Regions from separate parts of the Mus musculus genome. Here regions 2 and 3 are each linked to region 1. The links are chromatin contacts, called in public ChIA-PET and HiChIP or PLAC-seq maps. All regions are on one chromosome and are shown on one strand. Each heading gives the region's core, a stretch centred on a gene start, on an enhancer-like site or on the middle of the called end of the contact. The rest is flanking DNA. Distances are from core to core; before and after follow the strand shown.

The links. ChIA-PET counts read pairs in DNA pulled down with a chosen protein or histone mark. HiChIP or PLAC-seq counts read pairs in DNA pulled down with a chosen protein or histone mark.
Region 2: a contact with region 1 is called in an H3K27ac HiChIP or PLAC-seq map of trophoblast stem cells, with 46 read pairs. The contact joins the enhancer-like site here to the promoter of Cul1 in region 1. A contact is called at or near these places in 8 of 39 promoter capture datasets (the 3T3-L1 cell line, 3T3-L1-derived adipocytes, Sertoli cells and 4 more), 18 of 484 Hi-C or Micro-C datasets (CD4 T cells, the G1E-ER4 cell line, the N1E-115 cell line and 14 more), 13 of 115 datasets of contacts at active chromatin or transcription factors (DN3 thymocytes, VIP interneurons, bone marrow-derived macrophages and 9 more) and 2 of 9 other capture datasets (liver and macrophages).
Region 3: an RNA polymerase II ChIA-PET map of effector CD8 T cells shows a contact between it and region 1, with 45 read pairs. The contact joins the enhancer-like site here to the promoter of Cul1 in region 1. A contact is called at or near these places in 7 of 39 promoter capture datasets (the 3T3-L1 cell line, 3T3-L1-derived adipocytes, the C10 cell line and 4 more), 1 of 15 datasets of contacts at CTCF or cohesin (the NIH/3T3 cell line), 8 of 115 datasets of contacts at active chromatin or transcription factors (bone marrow-derived macrophages, effector CD8 T cells, embryonic stem cells and 3 more) and 4 of 9 other capture datasets (adipose tissue, liver, macrophages and 1 more).

Annotation. Positions count from the first base shown.
Region 1 is chr6:47,452,564-47,457,012 of GRCm38.p6, forward strand. It overlaps Cul1 (cullin 1), which reads left to right and starts at 1,756. Exons shown (of 22, transcript NM_012042.4): 1 at 1,756-1,920.
Region 2 is chr6:47,336,193-47,340,641 of GRCm38.p6, forward strand. No RefSeq gene overlaps it. Among named protein-coding and RNA genes, the nearest start is that of Gm35280, 81 kb to the left of the region's middle. Within about 2 kb of position 2,234, at least 24 of the 459 cell types and tissues checked have an H3K27ac peak or open chromatin away from gene starts, as enhancers often do. A contact at or near this core is called in the G1E-ER4 cell line, Sertoli cells, granulosa cells and 1 more, where this site is marked.
Region 3 is chr6:47,557,930-47,562,378 of GRCm38.p6, forward strand. It overlaps Ezh2 (enhancer of zeste 2 polycomb repressive complex 2 subunit), which reads right to left. Exons shown (of 20, transcript NM_007971.2): 4 at 249-365. Among named protein-coding and RNA genes, the nearest start is that of Ezh2, 35 kb to the right of the region's middle. Within about 2 kb of position 2,667, at least 59 of the 459 cell types and tissues checked have an H3K27ac peak or open chromatin away from gene starts, as enhancers often do. A contact at or near this core is called in effector CD8 T cells, embryonic stem cells, extraembryonic endoderm stem cells and 2 more, where this site is marked.

The DNA of each region.
Region 1 (4,449 bases), core at 506-3,005:
ATGAATACATGGGAATCCAGTTTAAAATGAAAGCCAAAATATACAAGGAACAAGCCTTACATTTATCTCCACCCTTACCATATGTCTACAGAAAAGTTACTAAAAACATGTTTCTTTTGAATGAGTTATTGAGGTGTTTGACATAAAACAAATTAAAAACCTTTTCCCCAGACAAACGTAAAGATAATATAATTTGGTATACACATGCAGAAACAACACTTCTAAAAAATACTTAATAGATGTTGACAAAAAGCTACAGTTCGATAGAAGACACTAAACCAGCAGTTCTTAACTTCCTAATGCTGTGACTCTTTAATACAGTTCACCAGGTGACCCCCAATCAGAAAATGGTTTTTGTTGCTATTTCATAACTGTAATTTTGCTGCTATGAATCGTAATGTAAATGTGTTTGGAGATAGAAGTTTGTCCAACGGGTGTCCATCCACAGAATGAGAACTGCTGGACTACACACCAGTGGGACTTTCTTTTGAGAGGAAGCACGGGTTACTCAAGTTGTGGATTTGAGACCTGTCAGGTCTGCTGAGGATTTCTGCCCCGAAATGGTGCATTAGAAAGAATCTCTGTGGTGTTCTAGTTTGGTGAAAAGTTACAGAAGTTACATCAAATACATCTTTGGCCCAGATGATGAGCTAACTGAAAATCTTCCCTTGCTAGTTCACAGAATTAAATGGCAGATCTAAGCTAGGATATTAAAACAGCTGCCTCTAACAAGGTATGGGGTAAATCCATTCTTTCTCCAGCCTCTCACCTGTGGCTAGGGGTGTTGCCAAATTTACAATTGAATATTACAAAGCACAAGATGACAGCAGCTGATTTCCAATGGGTGAGATTATTCTAGATGTAAGAATACTACTTCATGCCATCCCAGGTTGGAATCGCAACTCCCAACTCTCCCTAACTAAACCATATACAGTGAAAGTGAAAAAAGGCTCTCAAGAAGGAAGGGAGGCCACTGCTGAAAAGTATTAAAGAGGGAGACACACATCCACGTGGGTATGTGGGCAAGCTGGAGGTTTCCGCAGGAGGATCTCCAAGGCCTGCAGGTAGAAAGGGGGGTCGGTGAAGCAGTAGCACTTTTCTCTTGAGTCCGCCTGCCCATTTGACTTTCTCATCTCACGGTTGGGGATACTGCCTCTGGTTCAACTCCAGGACAGGAGACACCAGCCAGGATCAGTGCAGTTGGGACCCATGTCAGCTCCCGGGAGGTGCATGGAGGGGAGGGGCAGGGGAGCTCAAAGCCCCTCTCCCACAGCCGCTTCCGGAAGTGTCTTCAGAGGTCAGAGCCCCCAGCCTCGGCTCGGTCTCCACGAGAAGTCCGAAGTGGCGGGAAGCCGGCACTCGAGAGGCCGCCCCGACGCGAGGGCGGCGGGAAAACCTGGCGGAGGATTCCGCTCGTCCGGCAGGACCCGGCTCGGCGTTTGGGAAGCAGAGGCCATGGCTCGCAGGTAGAAATGCCCGCGCGAAGCGGGTCCTGGCCACGAAGCGGGTGACCAGGGCCTCTGGGGGGGCCGTTTCCGTGCCCCTCCCGCGCCGCCGCAGGCCCGGCGATGGCGGCGACGGTTTCTTGGCTCCCCCGCCCCGGACGCCGATGGCGGTGCGTTCCGGCCCTCCCTCCCCCACGGCTTCGCCCCGCGGTCGCCAGAGCCGGTGAAGCCGGGAGGGCGGGGAGCGGCGGAGGGACGGCGAGAGGGCGGAGGTTGCGTGGTGCAGGCGGCGGCGGCGGCGGCGGGAGGAGGAGGGCCGGCAGGCGGGCAGGGGAGGAGGAGGAGGAGCGGGCGCCGTGTCGCACGCAGCTCCAGGCGGGGCAGCCCGGGCGCTGAGGGACGCGGCCAGACCTCGGCGGGCCCCGCGAGCACTACACGCCGTCGCCCGAGCGTCGGGGGGCGCCCGGAGATGCGGGTGAGTAGCGGCTCGGGCCGCGGTGGCGGGAGGCAGCGCAGGCCACGGCGGAGCCGCGGCGTCGCAGTGACTCGGGCCGCGGCGTCCGAGCCCGGGCTGCCGGCGAGGCCTGAGGCGCCGCGCCGCGGCTAGGCGGAATGGCGGCCGGGCCGGAGAAGTCGTGGGCGTAGGACGCCGAGGGCGGAGCGGAGCGGCCAGGCCCGGCCTGAGTCACCCGGCCGGCCAGGCTCGGCCTGGGCCGGGACTCGCAGGGCCAGGCCCTGGCTACGCACTGGGAAAAAGCCGGACTCACCGCGGCCTGTGGCGCCGACCTCGGCGCCTCACGCGCCACCCCTCCCTTCCCCTCGGCCCTGGGGGTTCCGCTTGGCCGGGGTGGCTCAGGGCCGGGGGACTCGTGCTCTCGGGGATCCGGGGGCACTCATTGTTGCGACGGTGCGGGGCATGATTATTGGGTAACAGTGGTGCCGGGCTCCGTTCTCTCTGGGAGCGTGGCCGAGCAAGGCGCGCCGGGATGCGGTGTGCTTTTCCAAAGGAACGGAGCCCCCGGGCGTCCGCCAGCTCTCCTCAGTCGAACTGGGCCCTCCCTGTGCGGCGGCCTCGGCGCGTCCCCGGTCCCGGCGGGAGCGCGCGCTCTGACCCCAAAGGTAACCCGGCACCGGGCCAGGAGGACTGAGTCGGGGGCTGTAGACTCTGCGGGCCTCTATTCTTAAATCCCGCGTGGCCCTGAGAACCCCCTCTTTCTGTCACCTGTGCACTGTGTTGTTACTCAGGAGATAACTAAGAAAGCAAGGAACACTTGCACTCTCATTCCTTGAGCCTAAGCCCCAAAGTTAAGGGAGCTAGGTATGCCAAAAAAGGAGGATTCCCCTTTTCTGAGAGGTCACTGTTGATACTTGTGGTTAGTTCACAGTCGTTGGGGGTTTGTGGGACGGGCACGCATGCCGAAATGCAGTCAAGTTGTTCAAGTGCTTTTAGTTGCCCTGTGTGTACTTGCTCTTTGCTGGAGTAGCATTAAAACAGCCAAAAGCTAAGAATGGAATAAATGATTACTGTTTTAGAAAGGCACTGGGGTGACAAAAGAGGAACTAAGCTCCTTTTACTTCAATTTTTAGGACCTAAACCTAACACTCTGAAGAAGCCAGTGTAGTTGAGGAAAATAAGGATATGAGGTCTTTCTTTGTTTGAGAAGGCTTTAAGATTTCTCTTTTTACTTAAAACTTGTATTTGTTGCTTCCCATAGTAAGTTGAAACAGTTATAGCTCATTTTAAATTCTGAGTATGCAACACAACACTGGCTTGTTTTATCTTCTATTCTGCCCATTTTTGGAGGTTTTGGGGAGCATTTACTAAGCCTTAAGCCTGGGAGAAAAGACCAAAGTGCTTTCTAAAAATGCTAACCTTTCTCTTTCCTCCCTGTTGGCATCATCTTTAAAAAACTGTTTTGCCCAAAAGACAACCAATTTTAGATAGGCTAGGGTGTTTGTAAGATACATCTTTCCTGAGTCTTATGGTCAGGCCCTGGAAGGTGTGGCCCAAATTCCTAGTATGTCACATACATCTGAAGTCTGAGCTAATTTGGCCAGGTGTCTTTAGATATTACATAGACTCTGTTGTTCAGGGAACTCCACCTTCTTGCGCTAATTAATTTTGTCAGTGCAGGCTTATTTCCCATACATGTGACTATGAAATCATTGAAGACACAGACTAAGTCCTTTACTTTGTAACCCTCAGATAACAGAACATGATCTTGCTGGTACCATGAATGATTTTTTTTTTCTTTTTTGGACTAATCCTAGGGTTTTACTACTCCCCTTCATTTTGGCTGCAGAAAACATAGTCACTGTTGCTGCTGAGCTTGTTAAAAGTGCAAGTTTACTATTATGTTGCATGCTTCCCTAGAGTGAAAACTGTTATTTTTCTTGTGTCCCCCTTCCACCTGCATAACTACATACTGTATCCTAGGGAAAAAATGGTTGAGGGTTTCTTTAGTTGTGGAAATCTAAACAGTTTGTAAAATTAAAATTAATCATTCTAATTTAAGGAGTCAGTATTTTTTTAAAAAACAAGTTTGTTTACCCCTTTGCCTTTGAAGTAAAGCCGGTTAGTATTTAAGGCTGTTACCTGCTGGGAAGATAGTCCAGCCCAGTTGTACCAAAAGTTTCTGTGGGAGGATAAGGGACCTTCATTTCAGCAAGGAAAATTATGTTTAAATGAACAAACCTTAAGTCAAACAATAGTTACTTGGCATTCTTAAGATTTAATTTGTTAGGGCCCCTCAAAGTTATAACTGTCTTGAAGTTTGAGCACTTCATAAGTCCCAAAGCCTAGTCTTTTTTACCTTTCCCATGAAGTCATGGGATAAATTGATTTTTGAGAATCAGTGGTTTCATTTTGAACTCATCTTTTAGGTATGCTTGGAGGAAAAAGCTGTTAACCATCTATTTTAAAGGACAGTTCTAAATTCATCTTTTAAAAAAGCATGTATGTGCATGCACCACAGTGCACGTGTGAAAGCCAGAAGACAAACTT
Region 2 (4,449 bases), core at 984-3,483, 120 kb before region 1:
GGTAATTGATACCTGCTGAGCAAGGAAGGCTCCATTTTCTTCAAAGATATAGCTTCCAGTAAGTTGAACACGGGCTAGTGGATGGCCACACACCCAAGAGAATGTAGCTAACAGTAACTGGAATTAATGAGTTTAAAAACAAAACAAAGAGAAGCATACAAAGTTGACTACGTATGGAATGAGGAATGGATCTGAGAGGAGCTGGGAAGGGGAACTGCATGTCATCAAAATACAGCATATGAATTCTCAGGGCCAGAGAGTTGGCTTTGTGGTCAAGAGTACGTATTGCTCTTGAAGAGGCTCCAGGTTCTATTCCAAGCAACCACAAAGTGGCTTGAAACTGTCTGCAACTCTAGCTGCAGGGTATCTGGTGCCCTCTTCTGACCTTTCCAGGTACCAGACCTTCATGTGGTGTACATACATACATGCAGGCAAAACACTCATACACATAAAATAATAAATATAATTAAGTCTTTAAAAAGGAAATTCTCAAAAGAATACATAGAAGGAATACGATTGGCCCAAAGCTCCTACTGGAAACTTATTCTGTGTTCTAAAGCCCTTTCTTTGGGGGCACAAAGCTACTTCACTAGTGGACTCTGACTCCATCATGGGCTAACAGCAGCCTCAGGTGCTTCTATCAGCCTACCTCTGCCTCACAGATGTGTGAGCAACTTAGCTTAGAAGTGCAAAGGATATGTATACACAATAGCACAGTGTGCAGAGCATGCAGGACAGACAGTCCACACACCTGGGGACATGACCTTGCATAGCTTCAATGTGAATACTTGGTGACAAAACAGTTTATGTAAATGGACAAGGCAAATATGAAACAAGATTGCATATCAGAACTTGTTAGACAATGACGTGAGTGGATTCTTTGCTCAATCAGTAAGGATTTTTAAACACTGGAAGAATAATCCTGAGTGGGTTTTTGTAGGTTTTGTTTTGTTTTGTTTTGTTTTTTGGAAGAAAGGGTTTATTTTTTGTGGTCCAAGGGTATAGAGCCCGTTATGGTGGGGAAAACATGTCAGCAGGAGCGTGAGGCAGCGGGTCACACTGTCAGAAAGCAAGAGTGGATAGGAAGTGAGGCCAAGCTAGTAAACTTCAAAGCCCAATACCCCACCCCCTCTCCCTCCCCTCCCCCACCCTATCCCCTCACACATAGTGACTCATTTCCTCCAGCCTGACAATCAACAAAACAATAAATCATACCCTTATCAAAGGTGCCTCCCAATCTCTGTGGTACAGATGGCCCCGTCCCCATTGATTTCAAGCTAACAACACCTAGTAAAAGAAGAGAATAGGAAAAAAAAAAAAAAAAAAAAAAAACGGGTCCTAACCCCGCTCCCATGCGGTATCACTACCAAACAGTGACAATGAATGTAGGTGTAGCAATAAGGTTTGTAAAATAATAAGAAATGTCTTTTTATATGAACATGTTGTGTTGCCAGTTTATATGATTTAGTTTTTATGACATTTATGCTTAATAACCATTTATAGAATTTCTAAAAATTTAAGCGGCAGCTTTCATGGGTTGGTATGAGCTAACAAGCACATCGGGGCTTCTGTCCCCTTTTTCTTATGAGTAGACTTTGTATAATAGCTCACCCTAGCCTCAGTCATCTCCCTCCCACACAGGCACCTCTCACTAATAAAACCTCGTCGTGTTGAGTCTCATCCTGGTGTCTGCTCCACCTAACACAGGGAGAGGGGATCTGTCCAAGAAGGCCAGCTGAGAACTTGAGCTGGCTCAGAAACTGCCAACAGGTGAAGGGGATGTCACCCTGACTTGCAAGTAGAATATACACAGCAGCTGGCACAAGGGAAGGCACATGCTGCACAAGGACAATGATGCCACCACCAGGTAGCCACAGGAGGACACTGGCTGCACAGGTGGGTGACAAAGCTGTGCTGCCACTGCATAAACACCACAAAAGCAGCTAATCAGCATGTCACTATGAACAAGCCTATGACGGGGCCTCAGAGCTAAGGCGATCCAATTCCAGTTCGACCTTGACACAGAGGAAGTGCTTGGTGCATACATTCGTGCATGTGTGCCTGCGTGTGGTGTGTGTGTGTGTGTGTGTGTGTGTGTGTGTGTGTGTGTGTGTGTGGTCGGCCTTGAACTTTCCATCCTGACATCTCAGTTTGCTGAGTCCTGGGAATACTGATAAGCTCTACCACACCAAGCTTTGATCTGTGCTTTAAAAGAGGATTCAGACTCCCCCAGAGAAATGCCAGAAATGAGATAAGAGAGGAATTCCAAGCAGAAAGAACAGTATGTGAGGAAGTGCTGTGGCCTAGAAGGACACACTTGACATACTTGAACTGGTTTTCTGACTCTTCCTTCATTTTTATTTTGGAGATTTTTTTTTTTTTTTGATTCCCTGTGTCTTTCTTATTGCCAGATACAGTAGGAATCCAACAGTTACTCATTCGATTCATTGATGGTTTTTTTTAAAGGGTGAGGAATAAGCTGGAAGAAGATACTGTGAAGCTCTACTAATAAGGAACTTAAGATAAATGAGAGAAAAACGTGAAGGTCATGGGTGGATCTGACCCTGGATTCTGTGTGTGATATCAAAGGGATTTGTTGTTTACTGTTGCTACCTGAGGCGTGTACTTTTAACTAGTAAATGAAGTTACAGTTCCTCATTTTGAAGCTTTTTTCATGTGGGAACATTATATATTAGGGACCTCTAAAGGAAAAGACTTGACAGAATTTATGGGGATTATTGGACTGGCAATGGCTCACTAGTTAAGAGCACATACTTCCAGAAGACCTGAGCTCAAATCCCAACACCCACATCAGGCAGTTCACAACTGTCTGTAACTCCAGCTCCAGGAGTATCTATCTGATACCTCTGTCCTCTTCAGGCACCTACATGCACACAGACAAGCACATAATTTAAAATAATAAAAATTTAAAAGTGTTTAATGGAGTAGGACTTATTAGACTGACTTGCTGACTGTAGTCTGGATAGGCCAACAATGGCTGCTTTCCTATGGAAAAGCCAGTAATTGTTCCGTCCATGGGACGTCTTAGCAGTTACAATCTGGTACTGAAGTCCTAGAGGGTTCCTAGAGGGGTGTTTACCTTCACTCTTCTTTAGAATGCCCAAAGAAGCAGGTTCTGACACCAGTGAAGGATGCCTTAGCAGTAGCAGAGATGAGTTCACTAGCAAGAGTGAGGGCAGAAGTTTCCTTCTTCCATATCCTTTGGCCTGGGTTCCCAGCATTCATGTCAGGGTAACTCCAAGAGATCCAGTGTTCTCTGGCCTCTGTGGGTTCCTGCACCACATGCCACATTCACATACTCACACACAGACACAGACACATAAAAACAATTTTTAAAAAAAGGCAAATTTACCAGAAAGGCATTGCTGCTTGAAAACCCACATGCTCAGAACAACAAATAAAAATAAACAAAATAAACGAATAAGGTACTACATGCCGTGTATACATAAAGAAACAGAACAGATCCTTTAAAGTTTACCAACATAGGAAACAAAGGTTCCACCACACTGGCCTGGGCATCCACAGGAAAATAGAACTTCCCACATGAAAACAGGAATACTGAGAAAGAAGAAAAATGGCTTGAAGGTGGGGTGAAAAGGATTTTCAAATTCCATATCCACCCATACCATCAATGAGATGCAAAGTTTCGCTTAATATACATACTCTTCAGACTATATGTTTGTCTAGATTTTATTGGAAGTTCCTAGAAAATATACAACAGAGGGCCAAGAAAAAACACAGAAGGGATGTCTACAGAAAAGCAATAAAGAGAAGAGCATTTCATCACCCAGAGAACCATAGAGTGGATCAGGAAGGACATGGAGGGGGTTGGGAGAGAATATCTCCTCTCTGCATGGAAACACTGTCTGACTAACTACAGTTTCTGCAAGGGAATGGTAATAGGATTTGTGCAGATTTGATGGAGTGTTCAAAGAAAACTAACTAAAATTTAAACTTTTTTTTTTTAGAATTTTTTTAAAAAGATTAAATTATTTATTATAGGATTACACTGTAGCTATCTTCAGACACTCCAGAAGAGGGAGTCAGATCTCATTACAGATGGTTGTGAGCCACCATGTGGTTGCTGGGAATTGAACTCAGGGCCTTTGGAAGAATAGTCAGTGCTCTTAAACACTAAGCCATCTCTCCCCCAAAATTTAAAAGTTAACCTAGAATAAACCCCCAAGCAAAACTGATATACAAGGAAGGAAAAACCACGTTACAGCAATGAAGGACTGACAATGAAGCCGAAGGCAGCTGTTATCCTGAGCAGGTAGTGGTGGTTGCTGGTATAACTAAAGTGGTGTGGGGATAGTATGAGCTGAATGCTTAAATGTGTAATAAGAACGAACAGGTTACATAAAAAAAATGAATAAAACAAGCAACAGCAACCACAGGTGAGTAGCTGAGAAGATCCACAGAGCAGCT
Region 3 (4,449 bases), core at 1,417-3,916, 110 kb after region 1:
AAAAATTTAAATAAAGAAAGAAACAAGTATTGAGACAAAAGCAAAGTGTGAGTAATAAAAGGAAAATGTAGAGTTTAACATATATATTGTTCAGGTTCAGAGTATACATATGTGACTGCTATGGGTTCAATTTATTTTGTTCTATTTTTATTAGTTAAAGATCTAACACATGTCTGAGGTGTTTTTGAGACAGCCATGGAGGCTGACATTTGAGAGCAGAACAAGCAAAAGCTACATTACTTACATACCATAAAATTCTGTTGTAAGGGCGACCAAGAGTACATTATAGGCACCGAGGCGACTGCATTCAGGGTCTTTAACGGGATGACTTGTGCTGGAAAATCCAAGTCACTGGTGACTGAACACTAAAACAGAACACAAATAATAAAAACTTCCTCTTACAAATCAAAAGATCAACCTTAAGCTATGGTTGGTCATCATACTGTGAACAGATGCTGTAACTCTGGATATAATTTTTATGATGCAAAGGTTCATAAAATCCAAAAAGAATCCTCTTTTCTCTAAGGTGTCTCCTTAGACATTCTCCATCTTTTGCAAGCTTTTAATCCCCTCCAGCCTTTCTCATACTTACCAGTAACAGTTAAAAATCAAAAACTATATTCATATTAGCCTCAGAAGCCTGATCTGTAGCACGTTTTCTCTAAACACTTGAGTTTATTTTTAATTCTGATCACTCAAGCACATAGATTAGAATATATTATATATACCAAATGTGTCCTAAGATTATGAATTACATTGATCTTATTTCTTTGTTTGTTGAGATGGGGTCCTGTTATTGAATTTAATCTGTAGACCAGGATGTCCTCAAATTCACAATTCTCCTGCCTCAGCCTAAAAGATGCTGTGAATGCTAAGATTACAGGCAGATATCACTATGGTATATCTAAACCTTATCTTTTCTCTTGCTTTTTAAAAATGTCATATTTTATATATTATCAAATAATGGATTAAGAGTAACAGATGAGTTTCAATTGCAAAAACATTTTAATCAGCTTTATAGCATCTAACTGTTCACATGTAAGGCACTATATTAAGCACAGTAAATGTTTTATCATAGTTATTATGACTCTAGTTGAAGGCACTTACCCCACTTTGCAATGAAAAAACTACAGTAAAGAAAGGACAAGGAGTTTGCTCAAGATCATACATGGAATATACACAGCAAGCCTGATTCTGCTCACTGCTCTGACCCAGTGCCATGATACTTCATCTCTATAACACACCTTCTTTCCCTTAAAATTCATTTTGTATTATTTATCATAATAATGATTTAATGCTAAATTTCTGGGGCCTCAAAAAGAGACAGAATTTGACCTCCACCAACAGACAGAACTGTGTTAATTAATGCATATATCGAGGAACAGCTTCTCTCTAGAGGAAGAAACTGCAGGCTCTGCCAGGGGGCAAAGGTAGCTGTGGGCTATGAGGCTTGAGTGAGGAAATTGCTGTAGCCTTGGTCACTCCTGTAATCTCTCCTTCCTGAAACTGTTAGCCCAAGGCAAGACAGACTACCCAACTGTAATCTCACAGGAATTCTGTCTCACAACTGAGGCACTCTATCAGACTTCAGGGCACACTATTCTTCCTGTATCACAGAGGAAAAAACTGCTAATTACACTGTGACATAATGCCTTCTTACCACAGTGACTTAAACAAAAAAATGTTGGTTAAAAATTGTTAACATTTTTGCAACTTTGATTCTAATGTGGTAAAAATTCGTGCCCTGATAACCACATTGCTTTCTATCCTGATGAGGAATCCAGCTTTTCTTAAGAGTTCTATTCTCAAATGTCAAGCCTCCATGGCTGTCTCAAAAATACCTCAGATATGTACTGATGATCTTTAATAAAAATAGAACAAAATAAATTGAACTCATGGCAGTCACATATGTACACACGATATACAGAGTCAGTGTCTGAGATTTATGTAGGGTGTTTCCAAGTCAGCAAGACTGGGACTGGATGAGGTGAGATTACTCGCACACAGGCCACATAAGCCTACATGTGTACTCATGTGTCCCTCATGTGTGGTCACATTCCACATAGCAGATACTATAAGCCTTCAGTTCTACATAGCTGCTCGGGTACTCTGACCATCACAGTGCACACTGCACACAAAGATGACTCCTTCCTAACAGAAGTGAAAGTGACAGACAAAGTTGTTCCAAAGAACAAAGATAGTGATGTCTACTTAGGTGTTTTCCAACAAGGCAAAGGAAAAATAACAATACCAAAAGCTCAAAGTCAAGTAAATAAGGTGTGAATGGCTTATTAATGTTCTCTTTCCTACTAACTGGCTTCACTCACAGATCCTCATCCCTCCATTTGCTAGTCCAATAACTACAGGAACCAACATTTATTGATTACATGCTGTGTTTCAATCACCATGCTAAGTAACTGCTTATATTCATAATCATAAGTAGTTCTTGTTATCACCTTATGACATAACTTTAACATCACAATCCACAAATGGGACTGGAGGCCAGAAATTAAATCTTCCTAGGAAGATAGTTAACTTAGAAGGCAGGACTAAAAACTAAGTCTAATTGTAACATCCAAGAACTTCCTCAGTTTACTGTGCTTTAGTTCTTGCTCTCAGAAGCTCACAGGGAAGAGTCACTATAGAGCCTTATAGTATCTGCTATGTGGAATGTGACCACACCCAGTAAGGTCACAGGGTTATCACCAACAACTCTCCTCTTACTCTATCCCTAGCACATTTTCCTTTCCTTCAACCTGACTAGGTAAATTTAAGTATGAAATGATTTTAATTACTCAATAAAGCATCACATATTATCCAATAATCTTAAATATAAAACAATTTTCATTTCTTAAAAAAGTTATTAACTTTTGTTTTATATTTGGTGGGAATAAATTAATTCTACATAGAAGCTGTCTTTATAGCTTAGAGGGACAGACTGGTTCTCCAGCCCTGACTTACCTGTGTTAGTATATGAATCCAAGGTCATGTGTAAGTCAGACAGAAAATATTCTTTTCAACCACTAGCTAAGGGGATGACTGATTTGCAGAATCAATATATACTAAATGAAAGCTGGAAACTCACAGAAGCACAGAAAACAGGAAGTCACGGGCTATAGCACAAATGACACCCCCAGTCTAATATCTCCACCCCATTTCTGATATCCACCACTTCAAAGTTCTGAGTCATCCACAAGTCAACAAGGGATGAAACGCAAGCTCTGTAAGGGGAAGAGCATCTGAGGTGAAAGGTAGGATTTTTACCTTTCTACCTCAAAACAATATTCAGCAGTGTCTTAAAACATATGTTTATGGTGTCAACAGACTATGTTTGTGGCAGAAAGTTCAGTTCCTTCCGAGCTGAGGACACCTATGTGGAGAATGAAGCTGAGCTCTCTGCAGCACCTCTGGATCCTACCCCACACAGTCTCTAGCCATGCTACAACCATACCGTCCTCACTTGTGAAATGATACTGAAATGCCACAGCCAATGCAGGTAAAACAAGTTGGGAATGCTATGTGTTGACTTACAGAAAATTATACAAAACTCCCAGTTACTTAGCAACTTTACTTCCTTTGAACGTGTTTCGCTCTCAACTCTTTAAATACTCATATTGCTCAAAACAGTGCAAAAGCTGTTGTTGACCTCACCAGAGCATTTTTGCCCGCTCAGTTATACCTCTAGGTGGCCTACTTTAGCAACTTAAATTTCTAATTCTAATTCCAATTTCAGGATCACAGATAATTTAACAGTGGTAAAGAAAACCAAGTTACCAAGGACGGCACACTGTCAGAGAAACACAGCTGACTGGAAAGTAACAAGCTTCCTCTGAGGCTGGGGACTCACACCACCCAGCTGGTACAACAGGCGACTGTGTGGCTGGAGAGGAAGCCAAGTCAAAAGTAGTAGTTGTAGGAGTACACAACCAAACTGAGACTCTTGGCAGAAGACTGGTTCCAAGTAAAAACTGTGCTATGGAAAATCGTACAGGGAGAGCAGGTGAGTGGCCTGCAGGGAAGGGAGAAAAATTAACACACCCTACTATGTGCCAAGCACCATGTTAGAGACTTTACCAAAGTTGACTTTAAAATTCTCTACTACCTTATGAGGTAAATATTCCCCATTTTAGGCAGGACATCCCAAAGGACAATAGTAACAGCCACCCCACCTCTGAATGATCCTTAGCATGAAGGCAGTTAAACCCAGCTTCAAAAAAGTCCACGGGAGTTATATCACACCAGCTCCTGGGTGGTGTGATCATACATTCTTGAATACTCACTGGCTCATTCAGTTAGTTCACACTGAGACACCATGAACTGTCATTATTTTCAAACATACTCCTATTTCCTATTTCTCCATATGAGAACAAAGAAGAAACAGAAAGCCATAGCCCGGGAAGAGACTGTGAGTGAAAGGCATCAGCTACTGTCAACTCAGGGAAGCATCAG